Regions from separate parts of the Mus musculus genome. Here regions 1 and 3 are each linked to region 2. Evidence: chromatin contacts called from public promoter capture Hi-C data. All regions are on one chromosome and are shown on one strand. The core of a region is the stretch at or near the end of the contact, and the rest is flanking DNA. Distances in the headings are between cores, read along the strand shown. Region 1 holds the start of Homer1 (homer scaffolding protein 1). Region 2 holds the start of Ap3b1 (adaptor-related protein complex 3, beta 1 subunit). Region 3 holds the start of Aggf1 (angiogenic factor with G patch and FHA domains 1).

What was found. Promoter capture Hi-C pulls out the DNA fragments that hold promoters and counts their contacts. Capture Hi-C pulls out chosen DNA fragments and counts their contacts.
Region 1: a contact with region 2 is called in a promoter capture Hi-C map of adipose tissue, with 2.3 times the contacts expected there. The contact joins the promoter of Homer1 here to the promoter of Ap3b1 in region 2. A contact is called at or near these places in 1 of 115 datasets of contacts at active chromatin or transcription factors (pancreatic cancer cells) and 2 of 9 other capture datasets (adipose tissue and liver).
Region 3: a promoter capture Hi-C map of pre-B cells shows a contact between it and region 2, with 2.5 times the contacts expected there. The contact joins the promoter of Aggf1 here to the promoter of Ap3b1 in region 2. A contact is called at or near these places in 4 of 39 promoter capture datasets (3T3-L1-derived adipocytes, the C10 cell line and pre-B cells).

Annotation. Positions count from the first base shown.
Region 1 is chr13:93,302,241-93,305,085 of GRCm38.p6, forward strand. It overlaps Homer1 (homer scaffolding protein 1), which reads left to right and starts at 1,517. Exons shown (of 10, transcript NM_147176.4): 1 at 1,517-2,845.
Region 2 is chr13:94,357,353-94,360,398 of GRCm38.p6, forward strand. Ap3b1 (adaptor-related protein complex 3, beta 1 subunit) reads left to right here and starts at 1,608. Exons shown (of 27, transcript NM_009680.3): 1 at 1,608-1,879. The coding sequence starts at 1,752. Gm9776 (predicted gene 9776) reads right to left here and starts at 1,571. Exons shown (of 1, transcript NR_045619.1): 1 at 1-1,571.
Region 3 is chr13:95,373,970-95,376,730 of GRCm38.p6, forward strand. Aggf1 (angiogenic factor with G patch and FHA domains 1) reads right to left here and starts at 1,388. Exons shown (of 14, transcript NM_025630.3): 1 at 877-1,388. The coding sequence starts at 1,089.

The DNA of each region.
Region 1 (2,845 bases), core at 267-2,766, 1.1 Mb before region 2:
ACTTTGCCAAACTCAAGCAAGAAAATGTCAATGGAAAAAAAAAGCAAAATTGTTGTTCCTTAATTAAAAAAATCATGTGTTAACATTAAAAACATGTATTAAAAACCACATATAGCAGGCAAGCAAGGGACATTCTTGTAACTGCATTGCTTAGGAGGGATTAGGGAAGAGAGCCCAGGTGTTCAAGATCTTAATCAAACAAGGCAAAACAAAACCCACCACTCCTGGCATGATCTATAGAATTTTAGCTGACTTTCTTTTGAACTGCATTGGCATTGATGTACTATTCTTCTAAGGACAATTTAATGATTTTGTAATAATATCATGTCCTGGATTTCTCGGGTCACTTCAGGTTTTGAATGAAGTGAGTTTCATGTTTCATGTCAAATGAGTTTAGTTTGTAAAATGTGGTCACTGACTCTTTGGAGTAACTGAAGTACTAATGGCCTTTAGCAGGGTGCAGCACTTCTATTTCTGAACCACAATTGTCAAGTTAAATGGAATAAAAGCAAAACTCATTCTGTGAGTCTAACCAATAAAAGGCCCTTAACAACACAGGGCCATTTTAAAACTTCATGACTTTAAAAACACAATTTCACATATGCAGCTATAAATTTATAGACGGCTAGTCATCCTTGCCACATTAAAAAAAATGAAAATATACTCGAGAGCTATTGTGCTTACAAGATTCAAAATAATCAGGAACCCAAACGTATGTTTGTGTTAATAAAGTAGGACTTTGTTTCCAGACTGTAATTCATATCCTTGGTAAGTCAGACCTAAGGTGATTCGTTGGCACTTGCGATGCTGTAGAAGGGTAATTATCTGAGGGAACTAAGTTTACTTTAATGAATTTGACTCATTATGCCTTGCAGAACCATGGCTATGCAGCGAACTGCAACATTTAGAACATTTGGAAATCTCATTCTGCTTTAATTACTATCCTTTGTAACAAGAGGTTTGCTCCTAACTCTACTCTTTTTTTTTTTTTTTTTTTTTTTTTTTAAGTTAAAACGCACGCCTTTAGGAGGGGAGAAAGCTTAAAAGTTGACTATGTTCAGAATGGTATTTAGGATTCCTAAAATTAACGGTGGTTTTCCCCGAGTCTACCAGCAGTGATCACTCTCCCTCCCACGATTCCCTGCAGGTTGGGATGTGAACAGCCCGGGGATGCTGCTGCAAACCCAGTGGGAGAGGGAGACAGGACTTTACCGGCGACACTTCGGCACTGTTGCTATGAGTGATTCATTCGCATATGGCACATTTGTGCCAAGGAAACCTCCTCCCGCCGCTTCCTTCTCCGAGCTCTCCTCAGACTGTCTCCGGCGCCTTGGCCTTTAAGGAGAAGCGAGAGAACCGGGAGCAGGTGGGCCCGGAGCAGCTCGCTCAGCCCGCCTCCCCCAGCTCTTTCCCTAATTTAGCAGTACTTCCGGCCGCGTGACATCATCCCCCGCACAAGCTGACGTGAGCGGAGGGTGACGTATGTGCGGAGAGGAGCGCGCTGACGTTGCTATTTAAAGGTCCTTCTGCGGGGAGGATGGAGACACAGCGCGAGCACCCGGCGTGCGGAGCGGACGAGGCCGTGGCGGCCCAGAGCCAGCGCAGGAGCCGAGCGCACTGCCCGTCCGCCGCCGGCCGCTAGGGGAGGGGAAGGAAAAAGGGACGGACCGACGGACCGGCCAGCTCATCCCCTCCGGTGTTGTTCCTCAGCGCCCCGGTCCGAGCCCGGGCCCCGCCTCCGCCGCGCCCCACCTCCTCCGCCGGCCTGCGGCGGCGGCAGCGCTCCGCCCCTCGAGCCGGGAGGGCCGCGCTCTCCGCCCCGCCCCGCCCCGCCCCGCCCCCTCTCCTGCTCCGCTGCCGTGCTCGTCTCACGCCGGCGGCGCGGACCGGGAAGCGGCGCCCTCGGCTGCGCTCGGTTCGGAGCCCGCTCCGTGGAGTCAGAGGCAGCGACGGGCGCCAGGCCGCCCGGGCCGACGGAGTCAGCCGCTGAGGGGAGTGTAAGGAGGCAGCGGCAGCCCCGGGAATGTGAGGCGGCGCGGAGCGGGAGAGACGAGCCGGGGTGGGGGCACGAGCCGCGGCTGCCGTGCCTCGGACGAGCCGCCAGCCTCTCGCCTCAGCGCGCGGCCGCCGGGAGCTTGGGGGCTGGGTGCAGGGGACCGCGCGGGGTTGGGTTCTCTGATTCATTCATTCTCCGCCGTCGGGAGCCCGAGGCCGCGGGTGCTGCGAGGAGAGGCGGGAAGAGGGGGCGGCCGCGAGCGGGGCTCCATTGTGCTCGGCGGGGGCCGGGAAGCCAAAGGAGGTGGGCTCGGGCCCCTGCGCTGCTCCCCGGCGGCTGCGCCCCCAGCTAGCTGCCAGCCTGGAAATGGCTCCGCTGCTGCTCCTCGGGAAAACGAATCGATCCTTCCCAGCCTTCTCTGCCTGCTCTCCACCTCCTCTCTGCTCCGAGTCTTAGGAGGACGAACATTCAAAGGACAGATTCCAATGTGGTGTGCCGTGCACATCGGGAGCGGCTGGGGTTTGCACTTCGAGATTTCTTCTATATAATTTTTTTTTTTAAACGTAAGGGAGGCAGTAGCATTGCTGCCTGTAGGATTTTTATTCAAGTGCACGTCGCGTTGGGTTGCACGCTCCACCCCCAGGGACCTGGTGTGGTGAAATTTGAACCCACCGCCTTAGCCCAAAAAGGCCGAGTAACCTGGCTGCCTGAGTGTCGTGGAAGACGTGAGCGAAATGACCAGCGAACTCATTTTTTATCAGACTTGCTGAAGCTGGCTTTTGCGTTTTTTCTACACGTACGCTTAATTTTGTGGAATAGTTAAGTGCTATATTCTCCGCGCAACCTTTT
Region 2 (3,046 bases), core at 358-2,857:
AACCATCCGTAACGAAATCTGATGCCCTCTTTTGGAGTGTCTGAAGACAGCTACAGTGTACTTACATATAATAAATAAATAAATCTTAAAAAAAAGAAAATACCTAATAAAATAATAATAAAAAGAAAATGAACTATTCAAGATAAATTGGATTAACATGTCCATGTGAAAAAAAAACTCACATGAAAGATAATCATATTCATTATCAACATGAATATAAAAATTAATTAGAACACAAAAATCTATATCACATTATGACAAAATTATGAGAATGTGAGGAAATCCCTCTCATACGTAAATGGTAGGAGAGCAATTTAGAATATCTAGTAAAAGCGTTTACATTCCAAAATAAAAACAATTATATACTCAGGTATATTTTGTACTGAGGATGTGTTCACATTGTCATTACTTGACAAAATAAGCAAAGCCTAGTGTCTTCCCGTAGTAAATGAATTTATCCATGCACACCACTTAGTATAGTGTCTGGGGTATAAGCTAAGCATCATATAACACCTTGTTATGTATCATCACCATCGATCAGTCAGTCGTAGGAGAGATTCTACAAATCTATCAATATCATCAACACTGGGAAGAAACATATTTGCGATGCTCGAACACTGTCTGGATAGGTGTATTGAAAAGCTAATTAACCGCCAACGTTTGGTCAGTTTGGAGGCTGATTGCTCCTCTCTCTCCTAGCACTAAGGAGGAGCGTGTTTTCCGAGAGACAACGCAATCTTTCAGTCAAGTCGAGAAATCTTGGTGGGACCTTGGTGTTTGCCTGGTGCTACCCTTGGGTTTTGGTGATTTGCTGCAGGGCTGCAGGTATTCAGTCCTTTCTGGACCGCATGTGTAGGGAAAGAGGAACGAAGGAACGGTAGTCACCAGGGAGGCTGGTGAGGGTCCTCTTGGAAAGCTGCCCGGGACAGAAGGGTTGCAGTTCTGCAGCCAGAAACCATCCCATCTTGCTGCTTAGGTGTTGTTGGAAAGCCACTTGCCCAAGAGTGGAAGCAGGCGGCGCTCGGAGGAGAGCGCACTCCAGCTTCTGGCCCAGGCTTAGCTCGCGGCAGCTGACTGCGGGCAGGACGCAAGCCTCGAACTTCAAGTAAGAACCTCGGGCCCCAGGAAAAACTTAGGCAAAGCTTGCAGGCGGATGATCGCCTCCGCGCAGATCCTGAAAGCCTCCTCCGAAGGAGGAGCTTTCACGTCTAGAACGTCAGGCCACTCTGGCTGTGAGAGGGGCGGAAGCCAGCCTCGAGGGCTGAGAGCTTGTGGCCGCTGAAGCCAAGTTCTTCCGACCTGTGCACCGCGTTTCAGGAGCCATCGGGGAGCGATCAGTGGACAGCAGAAGAGAAGCAACGAACCCTGGAGGATCTGAGATCTCCTCCACCAAAACGCATCCAAGGGCCTCATATCCAGTTCTTTACGTGCCCACGACTCTCCGGCTGACCCGGTGCAAAACCCCAGCTTCCTGTTAAGGGTCCCGAGTGTAGCTTCCCGGCAGCCCCTAACACCCGGAGCGCGACAATCTAGCGCACCGGGAGCGGCAGGCGCGGGCCCGCACGGACACAGTGCGCACGCGCAGGGGGTGGGCCGCCCGGTCAGCCGGAGCAGTGACGAGCCCGGAAGCGCCGGCGCGCGCCCCCTCCGCCCCAGAACTAGTTTGGTTCGGTGTCCTCCGAACGCCAGCCATCCGTAGAGGACCCCGCACGCTCTCTCCCGCACCCGCCTGCTGGCCAGCACCGCCCGCGATGTCTAGCAACAGTTTCGCCTACAACGAGCAGTCGGGAGGAGGGGAGGCGGCGGAGCTCGGGCAGGAGGCCACCTCGACCATCTCTCCCTCGGGCGCCTTCGGCCTCTTCAGCAGCGATTGGAAGAAGTGAGGACCGGGGTTCGGGGTGCGGGAGCGCTGCCGGGACGCGAGGCGGCCGCCCGGGCTGCTCTCGGTTCCTGGGGAACCTCCCTGCCGCCCCCGCTGCGGTGGGTCGGTGGGTGGGTGGGTGGGGGTGGCCCCGCCGGGTGCGGGGCTTGTTGGGGACGTCTGGGGACGCCCAAGGCGGCGCCTGTGGTCTTCAAACTTTGGTGTGTGTGGGGGGGAAAAAGCAAACCAGTTGGTGAGCCGAGGTTCCACTTCCCAAACCGTTGACTGAGTTGATCTGGGCTGCGCACAGGAGTTTGAATTTTGAACTTCTAGTGAATTTGAGGTCTACAGGATCAGACCTCGAGAAAGTCATTTATTTAAAGGTGACGAGGGTATTTGGGGAAGGGAGTGGGGAGTGGGCCTGCTGCTTATTGGGACCCTATAATGTAGGGACTAAGCGGTGGTTTGGGGGTTTTGTATAAATGACAAACTTATTTTTTCTACCACCTTTGGCGTTTTTCATGTGATGATCTTTGCACCAGGGTACTTCCCCGCCCCCACTGAAGCACTGAGATAATATTTAAATAGAGTGTTGTTGTGAACCAAACCCAGTTCTAGTTCTTTACAAATAGTATGAATTTTAAAAATAAGCACCAACCGTGTATACTGATTTTTGTAAAAAGTTACTTATGGTTCGCGTCAAATACCGCCAAGAATTGAAAACATCCTTAGCGGGTTCTGTTTTAGTTTGGGTTTTACATTTTGGCGTGTTGATGGGCTGTGGATAAATGTACAGAATTATGACAACTTAGATTATTTGTCGTTCCCCTCCCTTTTCTTTCTGACAGGGTCTCACTGTGTAACCTTGGCTGGCCTGGAACTCACTAGGTAGAGCAGGCTAGCCTGAAACTCAGAGAAATCCTCCTGCCTCTGCTACTCCAGTGCACACACCACCATGCCATTACACATTCTTTTTAAATTTTTGTTCTCTTATTGTTACGCAGTATAGTAAAACATAATAGACTATCACTAGATTCTACCCACTTAAGGTAAGGAAACTTGGTTGATAGTTTTATGGATATTAAGAGGTGTAACTAAAATAATAATTGGTGGGGAAGGTGGTTAGAGACAATCTTGTTCTGTAGCTCAGGTTGGCCTCAAACTGGAACTTGCCATTCTCCTGCC
Region 3 (2,761 bases), core at 138-2,637, 1.0 Mb after region 2:
AATATGCAACTGTTCAATGAACAAGGTAAAACTGTATTGTTTTTTAAGCATCACTGTCAAGCATCTGCCTCACTACAGATTATGAAAATGAAACACATTTCTAGTATCTGTAAGAAAGGCGGATGTACCTTCCTACAAGTGAACCCAAGAGGATAACTGAGGTCACCTTACACATGGAGTATGTTCAAGAGTGTAAAACTAAACTATGTTCCTGCTTTTAAACGTCACTGCTGTACACTATTATCACCCTGACTTTATAAACAGCAGGGAAACACGAGGTAGGAAATGGCATTCTAAGTTCTCAAAAGGGGATGGGTGGGTGTTGGCTCATGCCTGAAATCCCAGCCTAGGAGGGAGTCTGAGTTTGAGTCAAACTTGGGCTGCATTTTAAGACCTAAGCCAGGCTGACCTGCGTAGATTCTCAATTGAATCCCAAATGTGTGTGTTTGGGGGGCGAAGGGGGGGGGCGGTGGAGAAAAATGCAAGCCCACAACCTCAGCACTTGGGAAGTGTTGACATGGATCAAAAGTTGAACTTCAAGGTCATCCTCTGTTACACAGCAAGTTCAAGGCCCCAAATGGAGATTTCGTATCAACCAAAATAAGAATTAAAAACTCAACCAAACAAAACAAATAACAAAAAACTCTTAAACGTGACCCCCCCCCCCAAATAAATGCGCCCATTGCCAGTAGGACAGACGATCAAGACCATGTAGCCCATGCTGAAGTTCATTCTCGCCTGCCCTGAGACAACTGCCCAAACCAATTGGCTGGCACTGGCCAACTGGCTCCACAGGTCTTTGGGATTTTGACCAGCTCTGGGCTGTCATGACTTCCCAGGGTCCGTGGAGCAGGTCTGGCCCCGGCAGCCGCGTACCTGCGTGCGGAGCTCCTGGTTGTCGCTCTCGGCGTTGCGGTAGAGTCGCTCCGTGTGCTGCAGCAGCTTCTCCACCTCCCGCACCTGCCTCCGGCAGCTCCGCAGCTCGCGCTCCAACTTCTCCACCTTCCGCCTGAGCTGCGCCAGCTCCGGCTCCGGAGAGGCGGGCGGCGGCGGAGAAGGCGAAGGCGGCGAGGGCGCCTCGGAGGCCATGCGGCCGTGAGCGCCGAGCCCGCGGGGCGCGGACCGGGCTGCTTAGGACGACACCGGGGCCCACTGGCCCAGGGGCCACTGGAGCGCGCGGGCTGCGAGGGGCGGCCTCACGCTCGGACGACCGCAGCGGGCCCCGGCCATGTCGCCCCCGAAGACGGCGGCCGGGACTGCGAGCTTGGGGACGAAGCCGACTCTACCCGGGCCGCGCGGACACCCGCCCGGTGACAGTCTCCGGGAAGCCAGCGGACGGGAGAACTAAAGCGAACCCAGCGGAAGCCTCTAGTTCCGGGCTGAGCCGGAAACGCTAAGCCGGAGGAGGGCGGAGCCAAGACGGAAAAAGGAAGCGACGGAAAGCTAGAAGGGTCTGATCGCGCTGGTACACGGGGCTAGGAGCTGGGTACAAATTGGTGTTTATGTGCCCAAACAACGGCCTGTGTTTTTACTTCCGATTGTTTCCCTTGTATTGTAGTGTAGGAGTTTGAGTCCGATTGGTGAAATGTTTCCCCATTCAAAATCGAGGGTTCTTCCAATGTACAAGTATTCTTAGAAGTGCACTTTGTAAGTTCGCCTTATAATGGGAACTTTAACATTGAATTCTCTTCCCAGACTAAAGGGATTCACACGACATAGCTTTGTTAAGAGCATGTCCTTTACATAGCTTTGCAAGACCATCACTATCATCTGTCCCGTTCCTGTTACTGGAGGACTACTTATGAGCTCTCCTTTAGTCTGTTACCATAAAACAACCATATAATCGCGATGGTTCTGTAGGATGCCTTTTTTTTAAAAAAAAAAAAAATATGAATAAAAAAACCTTACTTTTATACATAGTCAGTATGTGACCCAGCAAAGCCACTCCTGACTCCCAGTCAACATATCACAGAGAGACTTGGCATATTAATTATAATAGCTAAGTTACAAAACCCGACAAGGTGACTAACAACAGTGTTGTGAATTAAGGAAGATATGGCATATATACGCAATGTATTTTTAAACGATAAATTAAAATAAAATTAAGTTATTTGTAGCAAAATGGTTTATATTTACAAATAGATATATCTGGAGATACGGAATTAAGCCAGTTCCAGAAAAGCAAATACCATGTGTTTTCTCTTACACATGGTTCCTAGGTTTTGTATAGATTTATAAAATCATTTATCTATATTATCTGATCTGCTAATAGCATAAATAGATAAGGATAAAGATAATTATTTTTATGACATGAGAGTAACAGCAACTGTGTAGGGGAAGAGAAGAGATTAGTAAGGGGGAGAAATGAGGCCAAGGTAAAGGAAAGAATATACTTAATGTAAAAAAAGTATGAAAATGCCCTTATGCGACACAGTACTGTGTACAGTGAATATATACGATGGGGCTTTTTAAAAGACTGAAGAGAAGTATTTATTTTCATTTTGTGAATTTTTCCAGTGTTCGGCTACAAAGGTTAAATAAAATCTTTACTCAAAAGTACAGAGTCACATGTGGTGATACAAGCCTGTGATTCAAGTACTCAGAAGACAGAGGCAGGTGAACTGACAGCCTGTGGCAGAGCAAGTCCCTGGCCTGCCAGAGCTGCAGAGCAAGAAAAGCTGAGGCAGGAGGATCCTGGGTTCTTGTCTGGCCTAGGCAACATAGCAATATGCTGTCCTGAAGAATAGCAACAATCTTAGTA